Linked DNA regions of Drosophila melanogaster: region 1 is linked to region 2. Evidence: chromatin contacts called from public Hi-C data. All regions are on one chromosome and are shown on one strand. The core of a region is the stretch at or near the end of the contact, and the rest is flanking DNA. Distances in the headings are between cores, read along the strand shown.

The links. A called contact is a pair of places that touch in the nucleus more often than the background predicts.
Region 1: a contact with region 2 is called in a Hi-C map of the S2 cell line, with 4 times the contacts expected there. The contact joins the promoter of cana here to the promoter of CG6287 in region 2. A contact is called at or near these places in 11 of 107 Hi-C or Micro-C datasets (the D17-c3 cell line, the Kc167 cell line, the S2 cell line and 2 more) and 2 of 6 datasets of contacts at active chromatin or transcription factors (both in the Kc167 cell line).

The regions. Positions count from the first base shown.
Region 1 is chr2L:11,266,227-11,272,203 of dm6, reverse strand. It overlaps cana (CENP-ana), which reads right to left and starts at 2,424. Exons shown (of 11, transcript NM_001032076.2): 1 at 2,162-2,424; 2 at 1,964-2,086; 3 at 1,560-1,906; 4 at 671-1,506. The coding sequence starts at 2,300. It overlaps cmet (CENP-meta), which reads left to right and starts at 3,202. Exons shown (of 12, transcript NM_080254.3): 1 at 3,202-3,496; 2 at 3,572-3,694; 3 at 3,752-4,098; 4 at 4,152-5,053; 5 at 5,158-5,322; 6 at 5,647-5,977. The coding sequence starts at 3,358.
Region 2 is chr2L:11,151,924-11,157,456 of dm6, reverse strand. It overlaps CG6287, which reads left to right and starts at 1,736. Exons shown (of 6, transcript NM_135652.3): 1 at 1,736-1,939; 2 at 2,324-2,374; 3 at 3,893-4,047; 4 at 4,903-5,122; 5 at 5,186-5,318; 6 at 5,431-5,533. The coding sequence starts at 1,856. Ca-beta (Ca2+-channel-protein-beta-subunit) reads left to right here. Exons shown (of 12, transcript NM_001273447.1): 12 at 1-262.

The sequences.
Region 1 (5,977 bases), core at 1,175-3,674, 110 kb before region 2:
CCCAAGACGATCGGGGGAGGAGCGCGAGAGCGATGGGCGGAGGAAAAGCGTGCTGACTGACGGACAGCGGCAAATACAATGAGCATTGCGGAATTCCAGCGATCAAATTATCAAGAAGTTGGCCAGTTAACTACCTTGTCGATCGGCTGACTGCCTTATCGCGCTTCCAGGGCCACAAAGCGATCGTAGCTGGGGCGTCACATCGCATCCAGCCGAGTCTATTCGCAAAACTGGCTCACAACAGGCGTCGCCTCGCCTCTTTCCGCTCCCGGATTCTCCCCCAGAAATCTTTCCTTCTCGACGGCTATTTGCGTTGGCGTTTGTTTTGTTTTCGATTTCTTCGCGATCGGACTCCCAGTTGAGACAGCTTGCCCTCTTCGCTGCGACTGCTGCGAGAAAGCAAGAAGAGCGAGCGAAGACCGCACGAGAAGACAGCCGAGTAGAAGAGCACGCCGCACTCGTCTCCACCTCGTTTTTAGTTCAGGTGTCAGGTGAGTGCGCGCAAGAGGTGAGTTGGTATGTTCAAAATGCGCAAAATTGCTTACTTAAAGTACTTTTCAAAACGATATAGTCGCGTAGAATACTATGTAGTTTCGTTTGTTTAACTCATTTGAATCTTTTTATAACTCTAGATCTAAAAGTAAAATAAATAATTCATAAATTTACTTACTTCGGCACCGACTCCTGATACTTTTTTGACATCATTACTGAAGGAATTCTGCTAGCTGTCTCTCTTCCCAACTGTTTCGCCCGGCCAGGCATAGTGTCCATATTATCCGTTTGTAACCTTTTCTCCTTTAGGGTTTTACAAATGCCTTTGGCTTTGGGAGCAATCCCCCGCCGCTGAAACAAGGGTTTCGGCAGGTTAGTCAGCTTCGAAGGACGCGGTAGACGGGACTCCTCTGGCTCAGGCAATGCGAGAACAGGAGCGTCGCCTTCTGAGCCTGAGGCGGTTAAAGTCCAAGTACGACGACGCTTCTGGAGGCGATAGTCGTCAAGCGAGGCGCTGGAAACGATCTTCAACATGTCGCGCTTGATGCGACCTTCCAATTCCTGCAATACCAGCTGGCTCTCATTCTTGATCTTCTTCTTAGCAAGCTTATCCTTCAACATACTGATCCCGCGATCAAGTTGCCTCATCATCGTGGTTTCAGAGTCTATCTTGCAGACCTGCGGCTTGCAACGAATTTTTTTGGCACACGTGCCGAAGCTTATAGTGGATGACGACTCCTCCACGAACGATGGCGTAATTGTACAGATGATAGAGGTCAAAACATTTCCACCCAGCGAAGGCAGCATGATGCGCGGAAGTTTCGAATCGCGAAAGCTATTCGGCTTGCTATCTACACTCTCGGAGAGGCTCTTAACCAAGTTGCGAAAAATCATAAGGCTGGATGCGTGGTCCGCGGGGTCCACCTGTTCGGATCCAGCCAGATCCACCAGGCTCAGTACGCTCTGCTTTACGGTGTCGTTATCACTGTGGTCCGACTTTCGGGACTCAATGATCTGTAGAAATAATCTTGCATATTATATGATTAATACAAGAATCTAGCACTCACTATCCTGAAGATGGCGTGCGAACGACTGGACCGCTCGTTCATGTTGGTCTCGCCCACGACGCGCTCCTTGTTGCCCATGTAGAGCTGGCGCAGGAGGTCGTCCTCGCTGGTTACGATGGACTCCTTGCAGTTCACATTCACAATCCCATTGCCGGACTCATGGATCTTGAGGTCCTGATTCTTCTTGTTCAGCAGATCGTAGATCTTCTCGTTGTAGATCTCGATGTAGCCCACGCGCAGCAGAAAGTCCCGCTCCGTCTCACTGGAGATCTGTTGAAAGATCTCCTTGGCGGCTAGCACCATGACGCCCGGATTCTGTTCGTCGCCCATCATGGTGTACGTCTTGCCTGAAATGCATGCCCGGTTTTAGGTATACCGCCGCGTATATATAGCACAGTACCCACCCGACGACGTCTGGCCGTAGGCAAAAATAGTTCCGTTGGAGCCCTGCATGCAGGCGTGCACTATGTGCTTGGCCATCCGGTCGAACACCTCCTGGTTGCTGGCGCCCTCGTCGAACACATAGTCTGCCAAACGGAATGGAATGTAAATGAGATAAAGGTCTTGTAGATCAGGATACGCTCAACGCTCTAACCACTCACCGAAGACATAGGGCTCCGCATGGCTGTCCGCCAACTGGATGGAGCGGCCCTCCTTCACCTGCCAGAGTGAAGTGAGCCCGGGCTCGCAGGGACGCACCTTGATGCAGACCTGGATGGAGCTGGCGTTCTTCGTAGACATCTTTGCGACTTGTGGGAAACGTGTTTGACATGCACAATGAACAGACACAAACAGATTTTAACGTTTTATAAAAGCTAGTTTGATCGACATGTTAGTTTCTCTTTGTAAATTCGAACAAATACCGCTTCGGAAGCGAACCAGATCGAAATACGGAACCAGTAAATAGGCGCGAGCCAGTTCAATTTAAAAGTTTGAGGAGCTTTCGGCGAATATGAAAATATAATCCAATAGGCTTCGAACATAAAACTTTTTCCGAGCTTTTTCGTGATATATAATATAGATTATTATTATCTATATTTCCAAAATAGTAAAGACCGCTAAATTAAATGCTTACTTACAGACAGACAAAAGCTGAGGGGATTGTTTAATGCATACAGAAGAATACTGTCTGATATAAACATGAGATTTCATTGGAATAATAATCCCAGTTGTTCACTATTAAAAAAAATAGGAAAATTGAAAATTTGGAAAATATTATAGTGGTTATATTAGGGAGCTTAGTTATAATTTATTTCAAATATTTGTTTTGGAATCAAATACTTTCCACATTATATGTGTGCTATGAATAGAAGTTATGAATTAGTAGAAAAAATACGAACTTATATGAAATTTAAACCGTAGTTTTCGCATGTATTTAAGAGCTTGTTCTATTTTCTGTTTGACCTTAAAGTATTGAGTCATAGAACTTTGTTAGTTAGCATGCCCTACCAATAAGAACACAACGTCTTAGAATATATATATGCCGTAGCGACCCTTGATCAGGAATGTTAATGCAGCCCTGTGGGATAAGAACATAATGTGTTTCTGTTTTTATTTTTGCAGCCCTATTTGGAACTATGATAACAATCGATGAACCGATTTATCTATCGAGTCGTTAGCGCCACTCGAAGATATCGAAGCATATACATCCCTGATTTTGCAAAGCGGCATTTGTTCGAATTTAACGAGCAACAAAGATGTCGATCAATGTTTGTTTACTGTAAAACATTGAATTTTATGTTTGTTTATGAACTGCGTTCTGTTTATCATAAAGCATTGAGACCAAGAAGGCGCCAAGATGTCTGCGAAGAACGCCAGCTCCATCCAGGTCTGCATCAAGGTGCGTCCCTGCGAGCCCGGGCTCACTTCACTCTGGCAGGTGAAGGAGCGCCGCTCCATCCACTTGGCGGACAGCCATGCGGAGCCCTATGTCTTCGGTGAGTGGTTAGAGCGTTGAGCGTATCCTGATCCACAAGACCTTTATCTCATTTACATTCCATTCCGTTTGGCAGACTATGTGTTCGACGAGGGCGCCAGCAACCAGGAGGTGTTCGACCGGATGGCCAAGCACATAGTGCACGCCTGCATGCAGGGCTTCAACGGAACTATTTTTGCCTACGGCCAGACGTCGTCGGGTGGGTACTGTGCTATATATACGCGGCGGTATACCTAAAACCGGGCATGCATTTCAGGCAAGACGTACACCATGATGGGCGACGAACAGAATCCGGGCGTCATGGTGCTAGCCGCCAAGGAGATCTTTCAACAGATCTCCAGTGAGACGGAGCGGGACTTTCTGCTGCGCGTGGGCTACATCGAGATCTACAACGAGAAGATCTACGATCTGCTGAACAAGAAGAATCAGGACCTCAAGATCCATGAGTCCGGAAATGGGATTGTGAATGTGAACTGCGAGGAGTGCATCATAACCAGCGAGGTTGACCTCCTGCGCCTGCTATGCTTGGGCAATAAGGAGCGCACCGTGGGCGAGACGAACATGAACGAGCGGTCCAGCCGTTCGCATGCCATATTTAAGATAGTAAGTGCAGCCTGCTATTTTCTTTCCGATAATCTGCAACATGTATCCCACAGATCATCGAGTCCCGAAAGTCGGACCACAGCGATGACGACGCAGTGATTCAAAGCGTGTTGAACCTGGTGGATCTGGCTGGGTCAGAGCGGGCGGACCAAACGGGTGCTCGAGGAGCGCGCCTCAAAGAGGGCGGTCATATAAACAAGAGCTTACTTTTTCTCAGTAACGTTATCAAAAGTCTGTCGGAAAACGCGGACAATAGATTTACCAACTACCGCGATTCCAAGCTGACGCGCATTCTGCAGGCTTCTTTGGGCGGCAATGCATTCACATCCATCATTTGCACAATCAAACCATCGATCATGGAAGAGTCGCAGTCTACCCTTAGTTTCGCCACGCGAGCCAAGAAAATTCGCATTAAGCCCCAAGTCAACGAGATGGTATCTGACGCCACAATGATGAAGCGGCTGGAGCGAGAAATAAAGGTGCTTAAGGATAAGCTGGCCGAAGAAGAGCGCAAAAACGAGAACCAGCAAAAGGTAGAGCATCTGGAGAGACAAATAAAACACGACATGCACAAGATAATCTGTGGTCACTCCCTGAGCGACAAGGGTCAGCAGAAGCGTCGCCGTACTTGGTGTCCCACTGCATCGGGATCGCATTTGGAGCTAGCAGAGACCGGCACAACTGAAGATCGAATTGACCAATTTCCAAAGGTCTCACACCTTCCAAAACCAGTGTTTTTTCACACTTCAAATGCAGGCAAACGATGGGACAACATTCCAAAGACCATAAACATTTTGGGTTCCCTGGATATCGGTACCGAGAGCAACTCCATTAGTGAGGAATTTCTCCCGGCAGAATGCATTGATTTTGGCTCCCCTCGCCCAGATGTCCTCAAACCCATGTTGACCATCAGGCAACTGCCAGACCTGCCCCTCACTCCCAAGGGTCCCTTAACGTAAGTACTTCTGCAAGCTTTTTGATCATCCTCCATAACATTCATCACATAACAATCGCATCCACATACCCCGACCCGATCCCTGCACTTATTTGCCTGCACAGAACGGATAAAATCAAGAAGGAAATCCAGGACCTGCAAATGTTCACCAGCTTAGAGAAGCATTTTGAGGTGGAGTGCGAAGAGGTGCAGGGTTTAAAAGAAAAGCTGGCCGAGGTTACAGCACAGCGGGATAATTTAGAGCAAGAATCGTTAGCCGAAAAGGAGCGGTGAGTTAATGAGGTGTTTTCTGTCAAGGAATCTGTCGTCCAAAACATAGTGCCTGCATCGTAAAAAACGATGTAAACGTAACTCGACTTTTGTGCTTTAAGCAGTCAACCCAAAATCTAACATACCTATTCATACAAATCTGTAAAACTAGTGCAGCGATATTCTATTCCATTCTATAAAAACAAAACACTTAAGTATATGTTTCAGTTTTTAACAGTAAATTTTGTTTATAGAACACCACTCCACAATACCTGTTTGTTTGATTTATTTTATTATAGTTTTAGTGTTTAACAATAGTTTACTACTTGTGTATCTTCTTATAGTTATGATGCTCTGGAAAAGGAAGTAACCAGCCTAAGAGCGGATAATGAGGCTGCGAATTCAAAAATCAGCGAATTGGAAGAGAAACTGAGTACTCTAAAGCAGACTATGAGAATAATGGAAGTGGAAAATCAGGTGGCCGTGGGCCTCGAGTTTGAGTTTGAGGCTCACAAGAAATCATCGAAACTTCGCGTGGATGACTTACTCTCTGCCCTTTTAGAAAAGGAGTCGACTATAGAGAGTCTTCAAAAGTCCCTCGACAATTTAACCCGCGATGTCTTACGGAACAGCAAGGAGGGCCACATGCTTTCCATTGCCCCAGAGCAGGAAGAC
Region 2 (5,533 bases), core at 487-2,986:
GATCTATGTATTAGCTAAACCTAAATGAAATATTACTTTTTAATACTAGCATAAAGTTAAAAACAAAACTAGATACGATCCTTTGCAGCTAAGAAGGGGACAAGCGGAAAACTTAAGTTTAAATGGTCAGTTGATGAGAAGTGTGTATGTTAGAATATTGCACATAATTCACAGAACTGGTAATTCAATATATTATAATGGTATATATTAAAAAAGATACACACATTTATAGAGCTGCATATATAAATATGTATGTATGTTCTTGCCATAATTAACAAAATTTAAACCGATAAAGATACATCAGCCGGCATTTTGTAAGCGTGAAATCCAAAAACTAATTAAAATAATATTGATTAAAAAATAACTGATTATCCCAGATATTGTTAGATACTTTCTGGTAACGGAAAGGTGAACTTTGCCATGAAAATTTCATCAGATCTGATAGGAATATGTTGAAGATATTTTGTAAGATGCCTTAAATTTCTCAACTCAAGTTCTTTGAAAGTTTTCGAAAACTAAACTTGATAAATTCATATATTCCATTACATAACCTTCTAGCAGACGGACAGAGGTCTGCAAAGAAGTAAAACTGGTTTGCTTCAAAAGTATAGCAATTTTTTTGTAATAATAAACTCTTATTTCCGATTATAATAAAACAAATGAAAACCAAACCAAGCAATTTCGATTTGTTGACACTCTTGAAAACTATAAAAAAAAAACACAAACATACAAACAAGTTTTATAGCAAGCATACTGAAACTTTAAAGATACGCCTATATATAATTAAATTTAGCGGTAATAACTTCTCTACTTTTCAAAGCCACTTAAATAAGAAAAGCAAACCTTATTTTTTTAGCCTAAATAACTTATTGAACTGGAATAGAAGGTGGAAAATTTGACAAGAGCACGCATGAAATTTCCGTAATCAATATATTATTAACCAAAGATCCCCACACCGAATACCCTGGAAAGATAAAAATGAACTATTGGTGGAAATATCAACACCGCTCCCAATTTATATAGAATATTTTATACATACAAAACATATACATATTGTAAAAAATGAGAAAAACGGTAACTAAAATCCAATCAGCAATTTTCAAAAATTGTATGTAAATAGTTAATGATATTTCAATTTGTTACCTAATTATTTTGTTAACAACTTTGTAAGATTCCTTTAATTTAATGTTAAGGATGAATACCTGCCATCACCTTGACGACATTTTGTTGTTTTCGTTTTCATTTTCCGCATTCAAATGTTGTTCACAATATGTTTTTGGAAAATACGTAGTTAAATGAAAGCTAAATTGCAAATAAAAGCAAATACAATAAAAATATTAAAAATAAATGCAGTCTTATCTATTCGGCGTGAGTTTGATTATATGGGTAAGTACTTTTTTTTGAACCCTATTAGAAAGTAAATAAATGCATAATACAATTAAAGTTAGAAAGCTTGCCATATTTTTTTACAAAAGCTGAAATTTTTAAATCATTTTTAATCACAGGGTCGTCCGTGGGTTAAAATTGTTGTTTTGCGTGCAAAAATCGAAAACAACTCACACACGCACACTCAAGAAGAACAAATCGCGCGAGAAGAAGGAGAGAACTTTAAGATCCAAGTGGCGCTCTCCGATCCTCTCAGTGGTTTGGTTATCACCCAGAAAAAACAACAATCGCACTGCACCGGCGAGAGGCATTCGAAGTCAGGTTCGATGGCCCGAGAAACCCACTCTCGAAGTCAGTTCAATTTGTTTGCTCGGCGGCGCAGATCGTGAGTTGCGGAAAGTAATTGGCAAAAATTAACGCAATCTACCGGTTGTCCAGATTTTTCAGTGTATTCATTACCCACCCAAATATGCCCCTCAATATAAGAAAAGTGCTGGTCTGCGATGCTGTGGACAAATCCTGCGTGGAGCTGCTGGAACAGCATGGGATTAAGGTAAGGTTCGCCAATCCCCTGACGTGACAGTCGATTATTTGTTGGAGTAAGCAAAAGCTTACACCCATACAAGTGCTCAAAAGTACAGTGCGCCCTCGGATAAAAATACAAATAATTAAACTAAGTATAACCACACAAAAAATGTTTTTTCGACGAAAACTAACACTAAAAAGATATTAAATATTTGAAAGTCTATGCCTACAATGCAATTCATTTAAATTAAGCTATTCGATTGCTTTTACTTATCGAGTACACACTGTATGTGAATTTGCAAGCATGTAAAAGCGCTTAGAAGTGGACAAATAGAAAATAAGTGCATTTAATTTATTGCACAATTTAATCAACGTTGTTGACCATATATTTTCCTTCTTTTTTTTTGACAAGGTTACCTACAAACTAAAGCTCCCCGTGGAGGAACTGTGTCAGGAAGTTAAGGTAAGTGGCTTAGGGATTTCAGTACAGGTAAATAAGTAAATACATACACACGTTCAGATGTATATGAACGAGTTAAGTCGCTGGGATGAAAGCTTTGCGAATGATTCAAGTGTGGTTAAAAACATGTGCAACGCTCTGAGATATGGGTGCATTGTATATGTGTGTGTACATATATGATAGTACGCGTGGGCGTTACATAATAATAACATTTCAATTAGTCTGTAACTAAGCAATCTAAGCACATCAAACCGAAAGTATATTTCAAAACTACTGCAGTATGGAGATTGTATTTAACAAAATTAAAACTAATGATAAGGAATTGACCCCTTTTTTTAACATTATCATCTTTGTTATGGAATATAGAATGTTTTTACAAATCTTATTTTCCTTGTCTCCAAACTTTAAGCCTTATTGGGTTAATGGCTAAGAGAATATTTTCACCGCAGTTATAAAGATAAAATAAACAAAAACTAGAAAAAAACATTTTGTGGCTTCTTCAAATCAAAATCAATTACTCTCATAATTTATTTAAATTTGTTTTCTCTTGCACGAAAACAGCTTTAAATTTTGACAAGCATGTTTGTCTCAATTAGTTAAACCGCTTCATGTCTGTATGGGCACGAATGCATGTTTTGAATTTTATTTGATTTAGAGACGGATACTTTTAATTGGTGATTTTATTGAATAACATAAAAGCAAATTGCAAGGGTCAGAAAATAAGTACTTGACAACAAATTTTTTTTCACGTTCGCAGAGAGAAAAAGAATTTAGTCTGAACCAAATGGTTTTTATACCCGTTAGATTCTTTGAAATTTATGTAACAGGTAGCAGGAAAGCATATAAAGTATTATATATATATTATTGATTAGATTCATTGGCCAAGTCGGTATGTCCGTCCTTCTGTCCGCCCGTCTGAACGCAAACTACCACGCCCACAATTTTGACAATTTCTATCGATATACCAAAGAATTTTTGTAATTTCGCTCGTTCGCACTCCCACAAACCAAATAACGGGTATCTGCTAGTCGAGTATCTCGACTATATTATTCTCTATTGTTCATTTTAAACTGCCCAGCATTTTAAACCACTTTTCGAAATGCACTTTCAGATTTTATTCTACAAAATAAAAAAAACTATTCCTTTTAAATGGCAATAATCTGCTGTGAACAATTGGGCCAGACATTGTTATCACCATTTATTACTATCGGTCCAATAGTTCTTATCAATCAAACGGCCGATCAGACGATGTTGCCTCAACATTAAATAAATTGTTTCCAGTAGGATCACAAATTGCCGGAAAATATCAAGAGGTTCAATAATCTTAGCCAGAAACATACATACGCCAGACGAATTGCTTTTATTTATGATAAAGTACAGGTGTTAGGTGGTATCAATCACGTTTCCAGAAGAAAGCAGTAATCGATGCCATCCAGATGGCCAGGGAAATGAGTTAGGCAATTAGATGACAAATATTTATATTTACCCAGTTGCTAATTATTAAATTACACCGCATTTCAGAATTTCGACGCAGCCATCGTTCGTTCGGATACCAAAATAACCGCGGAAGTTTTGGCCGCCGGATCCGGCAGCCTGAAGGTCGTTGGCCGTGCGGGGGCGGGTGTTGACAACATCGATGTTCCCGCAGCCACAGCGCAAAATGTCGTTGTCCTGAAGTAAGTGCTCCGTAAGCCTCCGGTGCATTGCAGGGCGGGAAAAGAGTAGCCACGAACACTATGCCACAAGACCAACTTGTATTTGTAGCTGAAAGTCTGATATAGAAAGTACAAACAGTACAAAGTACTTATTTATGGTTAATTAGAGCTCTTGCCATGCAATATATTTCATGGATATTTTACCATTCTGTTTATAGTTCAAGTTGGTAAACAATTCAATCCATTTTCGGCTCCGATTTCATTTATTTGCATTTTTAAACAGTTTCTAATTTATGGAACGAAAATATTAATTAGTTGTTCTCGGAAATGAATTTATGTAGCCCTTTATGGCAGATTTATCAATTGCGAGGAAATATTACTGTTCAGTAAAATTGTGGTAATCTCAATAATGATCATAAACATGGGTATTCAAACTAGCAGTGTTTTATGGTATGCAGCGTAGTGTAATCTCCGATGGCGCAGCTCACAAATAATTATGCGCATTCCGAATCGCAGGATTGGCAGTTGATATGCCATCCCAGCCCAGAATACCCATGACTTGGGTCAATTGACGCCGTTTGACACGCATAATTAAGGGACGACGAGTGTCGATGGAGTTGCGTGGGTGTTTGGGTGGCTATGGGTTGTGGGTGGTGGGTGCTGGGTTGGCCACATCCATGTCAGATGTCCTGGAAAGCTGGAAAATTGCCATATTTCCCACCTCCCATTCAATTCTTTTTTGGCGGAATTTGCATAATGCTGTCTAGTCACAACAAACGCCACCCATTTGCCCACCAGAAACGCTCAACTTAGCGCAACAGCTAGTGTCTAGCGAGGCATTTAGGGAATGTTTAACTAAACTCTCGTCGCTTTCAGCACTCCGGGTGGCAATTCCATTTCGGCCTGTGAGCTGACGTGCATCCTAATTGGCTCCCTGGCCCGTCCCGTCGTCCCCGCCGGTCAGAGCATGAAGGAGGGTCGCTGGGACAGGAAGCTCTATGCCGGCACAGAGCTGTATGGAAAAACCCTGGCCGTTCTCGGATTGGGACGCATTGGACGCGAGGTCGCCATTCGGATGAAGACCTGGGGCATGCGGGTGTGTTTTGAATGGGGTATTTACTTATTTTGGAATTTTAATCGAACTCTGAGTGCTTTGCAGATTATTGGTTACGATCCCATCACCACGGAGGCTGAGGCCAAGGCGGCGGGCATCGAGAAGATGACGCTGGAGGAGATTTGGCCACTGGCGGACTACATAACCGTGCACACGCCGCTGATCCCAGCCACCAGAAGTAAGTCGCGCATTGATAGAATATTTATAAGAGATTAAGAGATTAACATTTAACAGCAGTATGCATAAAATTCAAGCTAAACTATATAGATTTCTTTGCTGAATCCCATCAGATCTCATATCGGCGGAGACACTGGCCAAGTGCAAACAGGGCGTTAAGGTGGTGAATGTGGCCCGGGGCGGCATCATCGACGAGCAGGCCGTGCTCGATGGCCT